2 separate regions of the Zea mays genome follow, and region 1 is linked to region 2. A link is a contact called in public Hi-C data. All regions are on one chromosome and are shown on one strand. Each heading gives the region's core, a stretch centred on a gene start, on an enhancer-like site or on the middle of the called end of the contact. The rest is flanking DNA. Distances are from core to core; before and after follow the strand shown.

Region 1 (5,284 bases), core at 1,692-4,191, 600 kb after region 2:
GCCAGACACTACGATGGCTGCTGCTCCCGACAATAGAGTTGGAGCTGCTAGTGGAGGCATACTCGTAGAGCTTGCTGGCAAGGAAGAAGACGATGAGGACGACCTCGGCGTCGCAGAGCAGGGAGAGCTCGAGCAGGATGGCGGCGCACAACGGCTATGGGAAACGACAAGGGAGCGATCACCAGAGAAGCATGGCCGGCGTCTAGGCGAGCTAGTCGACGACTGAAGACGGCGGATTTGACACAGGGGTGAGCTCCGACCACCAGGGAAATAGGCGCGGCATAGAGAGGTGGCTGGAGTCCGACGAGCTGGAGTGTTGGCGAGCTCGGCGGACGCGGCCAAGGAAGCTGGTGAGCACACGCGAGGGCGAGCTGCACGGATTTGAAGCGTGGAGAAATTGCCCACGGTGAAACGAACGGAGAGAAAGGAGCGCTCGTGAGCTCCATGGCAGAAACGACGCTGCTGCTGCGGAAGTCGGAGACGACGACGATTATTGGTTTCGGCGTTTCATCGAACATCTGGCAAACGTTGTACTGGGCAGCTTCTTTTCACCAATCCTCATGGATTTCTCCTCTGAAACATACAATACTGTTGTTTTTCGAAACCAGTTGGAGGATCAGTAGTGCAGTCGAGTCCTTCCCATGCAAAAGCTTTTGCATTCAACATGCTTTCAATTTTCTAGCAGTAGTTTTCTTTCAGTCTTTCAGTTTTTATATTTGTATTTTTTCCCTGTCAAATCATTTCTGCGATATAATTGCAACTGTACAATATATTGTGATACCTTGTATTTTACTTGATCAATTGACAAATATGCTTCACTATGTATACATATGAAATTTTAGATTTTACGTGATATATCAATATGAAATTGATGGGCCTAAGAAATTCTCAGAATTCAGAGAAGTATTGAATTGTTGCCGGACTTGCTTCTTTTGTTTCCTTGTTGAATTCTGTTGTATATGGCAGGGATCAACCGAATGAATATTTTGAGGCAGGGATTAAACCATAGAGGGATTAAACCCCCAAGGGAATTAAGTGAAAGGGAGGGATTCACTTAATCCCTCCCTGGATTAGATCCACTGGGGGAAATAATCCCCTGCAAACGAACATGCCCTGAAGGGGATGATGTGGGGAAAATATCCTGGATAGAGGCGGTTGTGGGATAAGCGTTGAAGATTTTTTTTCCAGATTTTTCCATTTTCTTACTTTTTATTTCTCTTTGGCTTTTCTTTTTATGCAAAAATCTGTATACATCCGTGTTCTAAGATTTAGATCAAAACAAGATGCAATCAAACCGAACAAAATCACACCAGCCTTGATATTTGAGACTGATTTTGTCGGTAGTCAAAGGGATATACGATAGTGTTCTGGAATTCGAGTTTAGAACGAGATACAAACAAGATGAACCAAAACGATATCGGTTATACTAGTACGAACTGAGTCCAACACAAGTTAAAATCAGATACTTTCATCTACCACTCGAACACCTGATCCTTCTGGCATAGATGATTTATTGGAGAATCAAATCTCAATTATAAATCCTCGGACGTGATGCCTCGATTGACGAGAGGTGACTAAATTATTTTACACCTAAAATTTTAGTCGTCGACTTCTCAAAAAATTTGTTTGGGATGAAATCGAAGGGATGAACTAAATTTCCAAATTCGTATGTTCGTGATCAATGAAATTTAAATAATCACCAGACTCGTCCATTTCCATAACAAATACGTTCGGACTTTGCGGAGCAGTTAGAACATGCCAGATAGACAGAGATGAAAAAGATAAATAAATTTTGATAGGTGAATATTAGAACATAGAGACCATTATTATTGTCGATATTTTGTGCTTGAGTCCATAAGCACAGTTTAACAGGAGGTAAACACCAGGGATGTTACAGCCACTTATTCATATTGTTAGATGTAAAAAATCATTATGTGTACATTAAAATGAACACATTTGTACAACGAGTGATCTCTTGACAATGTAATTATTTATTTTTATCATTAGCTATTACATAAAAATATCGTCACACGTAAGTTTAACGGGTCCCCGTGGGAAACGAGGATGGTGAATGCTTTCTCATCCCCGTTCCCGCTTATCCGTTGGGGGAGAATTTTCCCGTTTACATTCCCGTGGGGAAGAAACTTCTCCATCCCCTAATGCATTGTTCAATTATTCTTATCCCATGTGATTAAATGATATTAAAAAAATTAAAAGATTTTGACTTATTTGGAACGTAAACCCATCCAATTCTATACAATCCATGTGAAATGATTTTATGCATTAGTAGAATTTGTTTCTATTATGTAACTTACATGACACTCTTCGTCTCACTCTTCTATAGTAAATATCTAGCATATAAATATCTCCGACATTTGATAATAATAGTATATAAATATATTTTACATAAAACCGAATTAGCTTAATTGATATATGCCTAAAATTATTATTATTAGAATGAAATTCAGTTCCAATGATCCAAACCGGGCGTGAGAGCAAATCTAACAAACCCTAACAGAGAAATTATTTTCCACGGGGAATTAAGAATTGGACTTCCATCGCCATCTCTATACGTACATTATATACTTCTTTATATCGTGGCTAGACTTCACGCGATCGCGGTAATCAAACACCCAGTTACAGGCCTTGGGCCTATCCCTGGATGCGGTTAAGGCAAACAGGCCCGAGGTGTGAAGGTTCAGAGACCGGCGATCGACCGATCAACAGGCGACGGCTTGCCGGCCCAGTCCGGCCCTACAATAGCACCGGCGGCTCCGCTGATCAAAAAGCCCCGAACTCCATCGGCAGAGCCCAGTAGGTAAACCTCTCCGTAGTCCTACTCTTGTCCGACCCGCGCGGCCGCCGCCAGCCCGCGCCCTCGGAGCCCCCTTCCGCTTCTCCTCTCCGGGAATGGCGTCGGCGCGAGGACCTTGCGGTAAGCCGCGGCTCGCCTGCTTGCCCGCTTCACTCTGTTCTAACCTGTGCACGACTTTCCGTCGCGTCGCTATTGGAGTAGCGACCAAACCCAATCCGCCTTGCCGCGATGGACGCGGCGTGTCACTCCAATCCCGTCGAGGCGACCAGGGATTCGTCTTCTTCTGATTTATGTACTCCCAAATCCCAAATCTTCGTACAAGCGTTTAGTTGAATCCCGGCGTCAAGTCCGTCACTGACATGGCCGCGTTAGATGTTTCTAGGCTTTGTTACGTGTTTACGCTGCTGCTCTAACGGCTTCTTTGCTGTGGCCTTGCAGGAATTAGTGTCCGTTCTGACTTCAGTTCAGCCTGCCTTATTCACAAGGTAAAAACGACGGTTTGCCACCCTCTGTTTTCGACTTGTCATGACAAAGCGGCAGTCATGCCAACCGTTGATATGGATGCCAGGCTGGAGCCCCATCGAATTCTGTTTCTGGCGTGATGGCTGTTCAGGTTCACCGCCACCGTAACAAGGTCCGCAATGGCCAAGGTACAGATCCTACTTGGACTAGGATTCAACAGCGGTTGAGTATTTAGGACTTCTAATTCTACTGTCTTAGTGTAAATCATTCTAGGAATAGAACTTCTACTTGCTTGAATGGGCTCTCGGTGGGGACTTTACAAACAATGGGTAGAGACCATAGGCATCAACCAGACCGGTCTCATTCAAAGCTTGTAAGGAGCAATTAGAATCGCCTGAGGATTAGATTAGGTAGTTTCTGCAGTAATAGTGTCAAGTGCTCGAAGTTTGGCCTGTATATTAGGACTAGAAACAACAAACTGTTTCTTCGTCTTCCAGACAATGGGAGAAGAGACATGAAGAATGCAGTACCCTGTTACGGAACAACTATCTGTTGGGTCACTTGCCCAAGCGGAGTTTGAGTAAGTATGAAGCTGAAGCAGACAATCAGGAGAATAGAATAATAATGAGATGATGTCCCCAATAAGTACAGTAGCACACGGAGTAAGTGGCCAAAATGAATTAAAATAGTGCACACACAAACATACTCAAAATATGGACCACAAGAGCAATATCAGGTCTGGTAACAATGCGATAAACAAGACTACCAACAATATGTTGATATCTTGAGGGATCCTCAAGTGGTGTACCATCAGTGGGATGAAGTTGTAAATGAAGAACCATGGCCGTTGCAGCCGCTCGGTTACCAATGATGCCTAAATGAGCAATAAGATCGTACTCAGACTGAGAAAGATGGCATCCTTTGATAGATTGCTTGACTTCAATGGCTAAGAAATAATTGAGAGGGCCCAAATCAGATGTTTGATATTCAACACTAAGCTGTTGCTTCGCTTCACATGAGAAATGTGATCCTCATCATCACTCATAATTAGCATATCATTAACATATAGAAGAAGCAAAGTACAACCACATAGTGATAAATGAATAAAGAAAGCTGAATCATGAGCACTAGGTGAAAAACTAGTAGTTCGTATCATAGATACAAAACACTCGTGCCAAGCACGAGGTGCCTGTTTAAGGTCATATAAAGCACCGCGAAGACGACAAAACATATCCTAGAGGAGCAACAACACCTCGGGTGTGGTTGCATATAAACTTCTTCAGTCAAATCATGAAGAAAAGCTTTCTTGATATCCATTTGAGATATAGGCCAAGAAGAAGCAACCATTGCAACTAATGCATGAACCATTGTCATATGAGCAACAGGTGCAAATGTCTCATTGTAATCTAGACCTTGAGTCCGCTGAAAACCTATGTATCTCTGTAGAGCCTTTTGAATTGGTCTTAACTTTGAATGCCCACTTAGATGTAATAGGCACCGCGTGTGATGGCAATGGAACAACATCCCAAGTGCCTTGACGATCAAGTATAGCATTTTCCTCAGACATAGCTAGCTGCCCATTCTGGATTAAGAGAAGCTTCCTAATAAGTGGATGGCTCATCAACAACAACACACACATGCGAAAAACAACAATTCTCTTTAGGACAAATAGTACTACGTCTTGAAGGTTATATCGTGGAGGAACCTGTAACTGATCAAAAGAAATATGTAACTCATCAATATTATTATCAGAAGCACCAAAATTTAGCTCATCAGGGTTCACCAAGGTGGGGGAACGATATGGAAGGGCTTGAGAATCTTTAGGGCAAGGTTATTAAAGCGATAAAACGGTGAAACGCGCATGGGTACTTTTTGACTTTATTAAAATGTTTAAGCGAGCTTTAAAACGTCTTTTAAACAACATGGAGAAAATATCAATATAACATAATTTCACATAACAATATAACATGTCCACAACCACACTACCACAATAACACAAGTTCAAGC
Region 2 (5,751 bases), core at 1,197-3,696:
AGGAGCGTCGCCGTCAAAGGTTGTGCTTCAACTGTGACGAGCCATTCATCAGTGGCCATCAGTGCAAGCGGCTTTTCTACTTGGAGTCGGACGACTTCGAGTCTGTGGACGAGGTCGTGGAGGAGCCACTGGATGCCTTCCGCTCTACATAACCCAATTTTCGGCTCAAGGACGGGTTGTTTCAGCAGGTGGGGAGAGATCTTATGACCAGCCTGGTCTACCAGAAGGCGACTAGACCCACCAAAGTAGGCACAGGAGATCAGGAGATAAGTAATCAGTTTAGTTGGATAAGTCTTAGCAGTTTATCTCCTAATATTATGTAGTAGTTTAGTTGGAGAAGTCTCCTAGTATTGTGGAGTAGTCGGTTGGTGCAGTTTATCTCCTAATATTATGGAGTAGTTTAGTTGGATAAGTCTCCTAGTATTGTGGAGTAGTCAGTTGGCCTTAGGCCTATATAATTAGGACTTTGTAATCAAGAGAAGGCCAGCAATAGCAGATATCTTCTGCCAGCTTCCTCACGGAAGCTGGAACCCACATCCCTGTGCGTCGTTCCCTGCAACTACGGCGCCCAAGAGGCAGCCACCAGCACCACCTCCAGGTCGTAGCCCGGCCTACTCCTCCCCTCACCCATACTCCCTTCGGCAGATCCCTGGTAGGACTAGAAACACTACCAGAAACACTTCATTATGGACCCATAATAAAGAGGGGAAGTATATAATATATATGCCCATTCTGATTATCAGTCGCACAACATTGCAATCAAAAATTAGTATGTCTTTGCTTTCTATTATGCTTATAATGAGTTGATTGCTATCATTTTATGGTAGGGACTACAGATTTACTATAGAAACAAAAGTTGCAACTTTTAGATACATATTTACTTTCTCCCATAGTGTTGTTGGGTTAGTTAGGTTGGAGGGGAGGAGGGGAATCACGCTCACCTGGAAGCTAGACCAATCTGGATAAACAGGTGGTATTGCAGCACCTGAGGTAGCAGGTGGCTGCTGCTCCTGTTACAGGGAAGGATAAACTTTTAGCATGTAATCTTTTTCACTTCAAAGATAATGCCCACAAGCCAAGCATCAAGAACCTGAGGGGCAGATGCCTTGCTTACCTTAGACGGTGTATCTGCTCCACTGCTTCCCATGGTGAATCACAGAAACAGTGCAGCAACTAGTCCATTGTCCGTAGACAAATGAACCAGCATAAAGCAAAACCTGAATTGGCAAAAAGAAGAGCAAATGTAAGCTAAAATGTAGCATCCTTTGCAAGAAAACCCAATTTAATTGTTCAAGACAAAATATACTATACTTTCAGAAAACAATATCATAAACCCTTATCATGTTTAGAATTAAAAGATTAAAGGACAGATACAAGTGATCCTACTTAACTGTTGTGTACGATATCCTTGATCCCTATTCACTTAAAGCGCAGAATAAACTAGCGTGGATCATATGCAATCCTGTCAATTACTTTCTATGCTACATCAAAACAGACAACTTCATTAATGCTCAATTTCATCAATTTTTGCAGAGTATTTTATCACACCAACTATAACACTCGGCACTTCCGCCATACAGCATAAAAACTATATGGTAGTCCCAGAAAACATTTTTTTCTAAACGTGTATACTGTATAGTCACCCAAAACCTTACACATGCACAAGACAAGACTGCCATGGAATTTGTACCTAAAGCTTTTTAGTTTTAAAAACAAACAGCTTTGACCTAAACCACATACAAATGATCTCACGGCACGAATACTTGCTATGAATATAGAAACTGCAGTAAATGTCGGATCATCTGAATGAGGTCCCTCCAGCTCCCATGAGCTGCAGTTAACCAAACTAAACACTTTTGAAATTATAAGCATGTCAGTTATAACGCACAGAATGGCCATAACACACCCGAGCTCCCACCAACCCAAAACGAACCCTAAACTGGAAATCTCAAAGCCCGTCACTCCAAAAGGCTGCTGCACCTGCTCCAGATAAATTTCGGGCCACGCTTGGCTCCCCAAGACAAAACGAAACGCGTACGCGCCACTCAGCTAACTAGACACGAACCACACCTAAACCCTAGCATCGCCGTCGATCCGGCAGCAGCCCAGAGAGGAACCCGCGCGGCCCGCGCCAGCGCCATGCGACGCGAGGGGAGCTCAATTCAAAAACCACGCGGCGGCTAGATCCGGTCGGTGGGTAGGGTGCCTGTCGGGGGCCGCGAGCCAGCGCCGGATCGGCCGCTGGAAGGCGGCGATCGAGGGGTAGGAGCCTCGGGATCTGGGCGCGGGAGGGGAGAGTAAAGCTGGGGCTAAGGGATGGAAGGAGGGAGTGGCGCGCGAGATCACCTGGGTGGTACGATGTCTAGTTGTGAGTGTGCAGGACGGGTGGCGGGGCGAAGAAGACGACGAGGCTTTGGAGCTGGAGCCTGGAGGGAAGGAGAGATCCGTGCGACGCGAGTGGCGCAGTGGGGTGTGCTGCGTGGGCAGTTCTGTGCTGCGTGGGAACCTACCGTACGGCAGGGCTGGCTGGCAGCAGGTACGTGATCGGATCGAATAGGGAAGTATATCACTCTGAATACGGAAGTATATTACTCGAACTATATTTGTTTTATATTTTTATTTGGATTTGAATTCAAATACGGATAGATGTATATCGAATATGGAACTAGTCGGTAATAGATTTTTTATCGGATAACGTGTAAGACATTACACATATCATGTTTATAATCATTTATCCACTCCTTGAATCCAAATATTTATTTAGCATTATACGTGTACATATGTCACGTTTTTTAAAAATTCATGAATTTTTAGGATGTGTGTATTATTTATTTATTTTGCATAAAATCAACAAAATACAAATAAGTTACCAAGACTAATAATAAACATTCTATAAGAATATAACCTCAAGTCTCCACATGAAAATGATAAAGTGAAGTATTGCTTACGTTGAAACTAGAATATTTAGAGTAATTAGTCGGTTGCCCGTGCGTTGCGACGGCTTACAACAATACTCACGTAAACTATCCATAAATGTCTCCGCTCTCTGTATAATATTTTTTGATTTGGCTAACTGACGTTATTGTTTACTCCATGCAATATGTCTTGGTACAACAAGGACAATGAAGTGAGCGATTAGAAAAGAGTTCACAACGACTGACACAGATTATAAAATGACATAATTCCATCATACAGAGATCAAATAAGACAAAGTTTGTGAGATCAAGTTTCTAAAATAAGTCCTATGAAGTCAAACTTATAAAAAAGATATATCAAAATATGGAGTGATTGCTAAAGTCAGGCATCAATAAAAAATGGATGCGCTCCATATAAATTATGCTACTTCATACCAATTACTAACATTTAAAACCAACAAATAACCTTTCATTTTGCTGTTAGTGTGACAAATCATTGTTGCTCCATCCAATTCATCAACCTCAAACACTATGTAGTCTATTGCGTCAATGTGGTCTCAGAAACGATCTAATGTTTGCAAGAGCCAAGAACGTCTTGCCGTGCTTGGGCTGTAGCCTCGGCCCATAGTGCTGGCCCAACCCGACACGATTATTTTTTTATTTTACAAAAAAAACGTATATACTTATATACAATTTATATTCAATATTAAAAACATCTTAGCATGATGTTTTACTAGTTAGACAGCTTCACCCAGTGTCTCATATCCTTCTTCCGTCAGGACATGGGTTCAAAGCCCACCTCCTGCACCGTTTTTAACATTTTACGCTGATTTAATTGAATGGGTCGACGGGCTAACGGGCTGGCCCGACACAGTTAGCAGGCCGGCAATAGTTGTGGCCCACGTGTGTCTAGCCCGTGCCAGGCGCCGTTTGGCCATCTATATAGACGTGCAGCGGATTAATTTGAAATAGTTGTGAGGGTTATTTGTAAAAAGATGACGCATGACGACCGTTGAAACTGGTGCTTTAAGTATAGTATAGATTTCACGTGTAATTCACGCAACAAGTGAAAGTGAAATGAAAAACACTATCATATTATGGATTTTATGGTTCAAATATTTTGGAGGATTATATGTGGACATATGTTATGCCTCCATAAAATCCCATGAATTTCTGAGGAGGCTATTTGTGTATTATTAATTTATTTCTACGAAAAATCAGCAAAATGCACACAGCTATCCGGATAAGATATCTGTATATTCGAGAAGATATACGGATATTCGATATCCGACGGATATTAGACATATTGTATTCGAATTCGATATCTGAATAAAATATCCATATTCATATTTGTTATCCGAAAAAAGTTCGGATATCTGAAAATCCCATCTGAGCCAGTGTTCACCATCTTTGAATCCAGATCCGGACGGATATTTTTCGAACCATATTGCATCCCTAGCTGGCAGGGTCGTGGGGGTGACCTGAAGCTTCCAATTCCCCTCACGTGGGAGACTGTTCATCCTAGGACGCTCCAACAACTACTCACTCGTTCCTCTCCCCCTCCACCTCGGGTGCCTTCTTCTCCTCGACATGCTCAGAGAGTTCTCTCTCAAGGCTAGTTTGAGAGCCACAAAATCGAAGGGGTTAGAGGGGCTTATGTTTTGTGGCCCTCTAACCCTACGATTTTGTGGCTCCCAAACTAGCCCTCATGGGTTAGGGCCGGTTTGGTGGATAGGGGAATGGAGGGGATCCATGGAGGAGGGATCCCCTTGCTATTCAAAATTTCATGCCCGCCAAACCAGCCCTCAAGAGTCGACAGTTGGAGTGTGTGGCTTATGAGACACTTTCACGCGCGCGATGAGAGGTTGGTATGGTGTCTGCCAGCGGCGTGGCCCATCCTCTAGGTGAGTTGTTGTCTGGGGTCTGTCCCCCCCTCCCCGTCGCTCGGATCGAGCGACAGCGGTCCAGGGACAAGCGGATCTGCAGGAGTCCATCAGTTCTCGAACGTCTCCAACACCTTAGCCTCGACGCCGACGCCCCCAACATCCACAAGTTGCGTCAACAACCGACATGGCGGAGCGCTGAAAAAGCCTACACCGATCTGTACGACGATGCCCTTGATCTCCGTCATCCACCATTCATCGCCACTCGAAGCACCTCGTCTCGATCGGTGAGGATTTGTCTTTTTGCTCTCCCATTGTACTTGTTTTTCCGATTAATTTTGGTTGCAGATCTAGGGTTACGAGGTTTGGAAGGTTAGGGTTTCTCAATCTTGGTTATGAGGTATGTGATTCAATGTGTCGTGTAGGGTTAGTGATGAGAAAGGAAAATGTGAATTTGTTAGCCTTCATCGTTTGTGGATCCCCTGGTTTTGGGTATTAATGAACATAGTACTTCATCTCCAGGTAGATGCAGTTTGTTACTTCCTCATGCAACAATACCATTTATGTTCATTGAGTAACTTCTGTTTTGTATGTGTTATTTGTCTATCAAATCATTGTTTGAAGCCCACTAGTTGTTGTTGTCTTCTGAAATGGGTTGTGCATGTACAAACCCATTGGTTTGAAGGTTGTTCTTATGCAGTCAGTTGTTCATTTCCTGCACCTATGTTCATATGATGCTTGTTGTTATCTTCTGTAATGGGTTGTGCATATCGAAATCAATAGGTTTGAAGGTTGTTCTTATGCACTCTTCTGTTCATTTCCTGCACCTATGTTCTTAGTCTATTCATCAGCTATCTATGTCGACTACCCAAAATGTATACATTTACTCCATCTTTTTGTATGCAAATCTAATTTGTTTTGACTTGTAGAGATCATGGAATTTGAGATTGAGA

What was found. Hi-C and Micro-C count contacts between places; a contact is called where the count stands out from the background.
Region 1: a Hi-C map of endosperm shows a contact between it and region 2, with 2.0 times the contacts expected there. The contact joins the promoter of LOC100274106 here to the promoter of LOC100193697 in region 2. A contact is called at or near these places in 2 of 25 Hi-C or Micro-C datasets (ear and endosperm).

The regions. Positions count from the first base shown.
Region 1 is chr10:39,324,550-39,329,833 of Zm-B73-REFERENCE-NAM-5.0, forward strand. LOC100274106 (argininosuccinate synthase) reads left to right here and starts at 2,942. Exons shown (of 10, transcript NM_001148485.1): 1 at 2,942-3,107; 2 at 3,254-3,300; 3 at 3,384-3,465. The coding sequence starts at 3,417.
Region 2 is chr10:38,725,555-38,731,305 of Zm-B73-REFERENCE-NAM-5.0, forward strand. LOC100193697 reads right to left here and starts at 2,447. Exons shown (of 13, transcript NM_001138789.1): 1 at 2,347-2,447; 2 at 1,115-1,217; 3 at 942-1,010. The coding sequence starts at 1,147.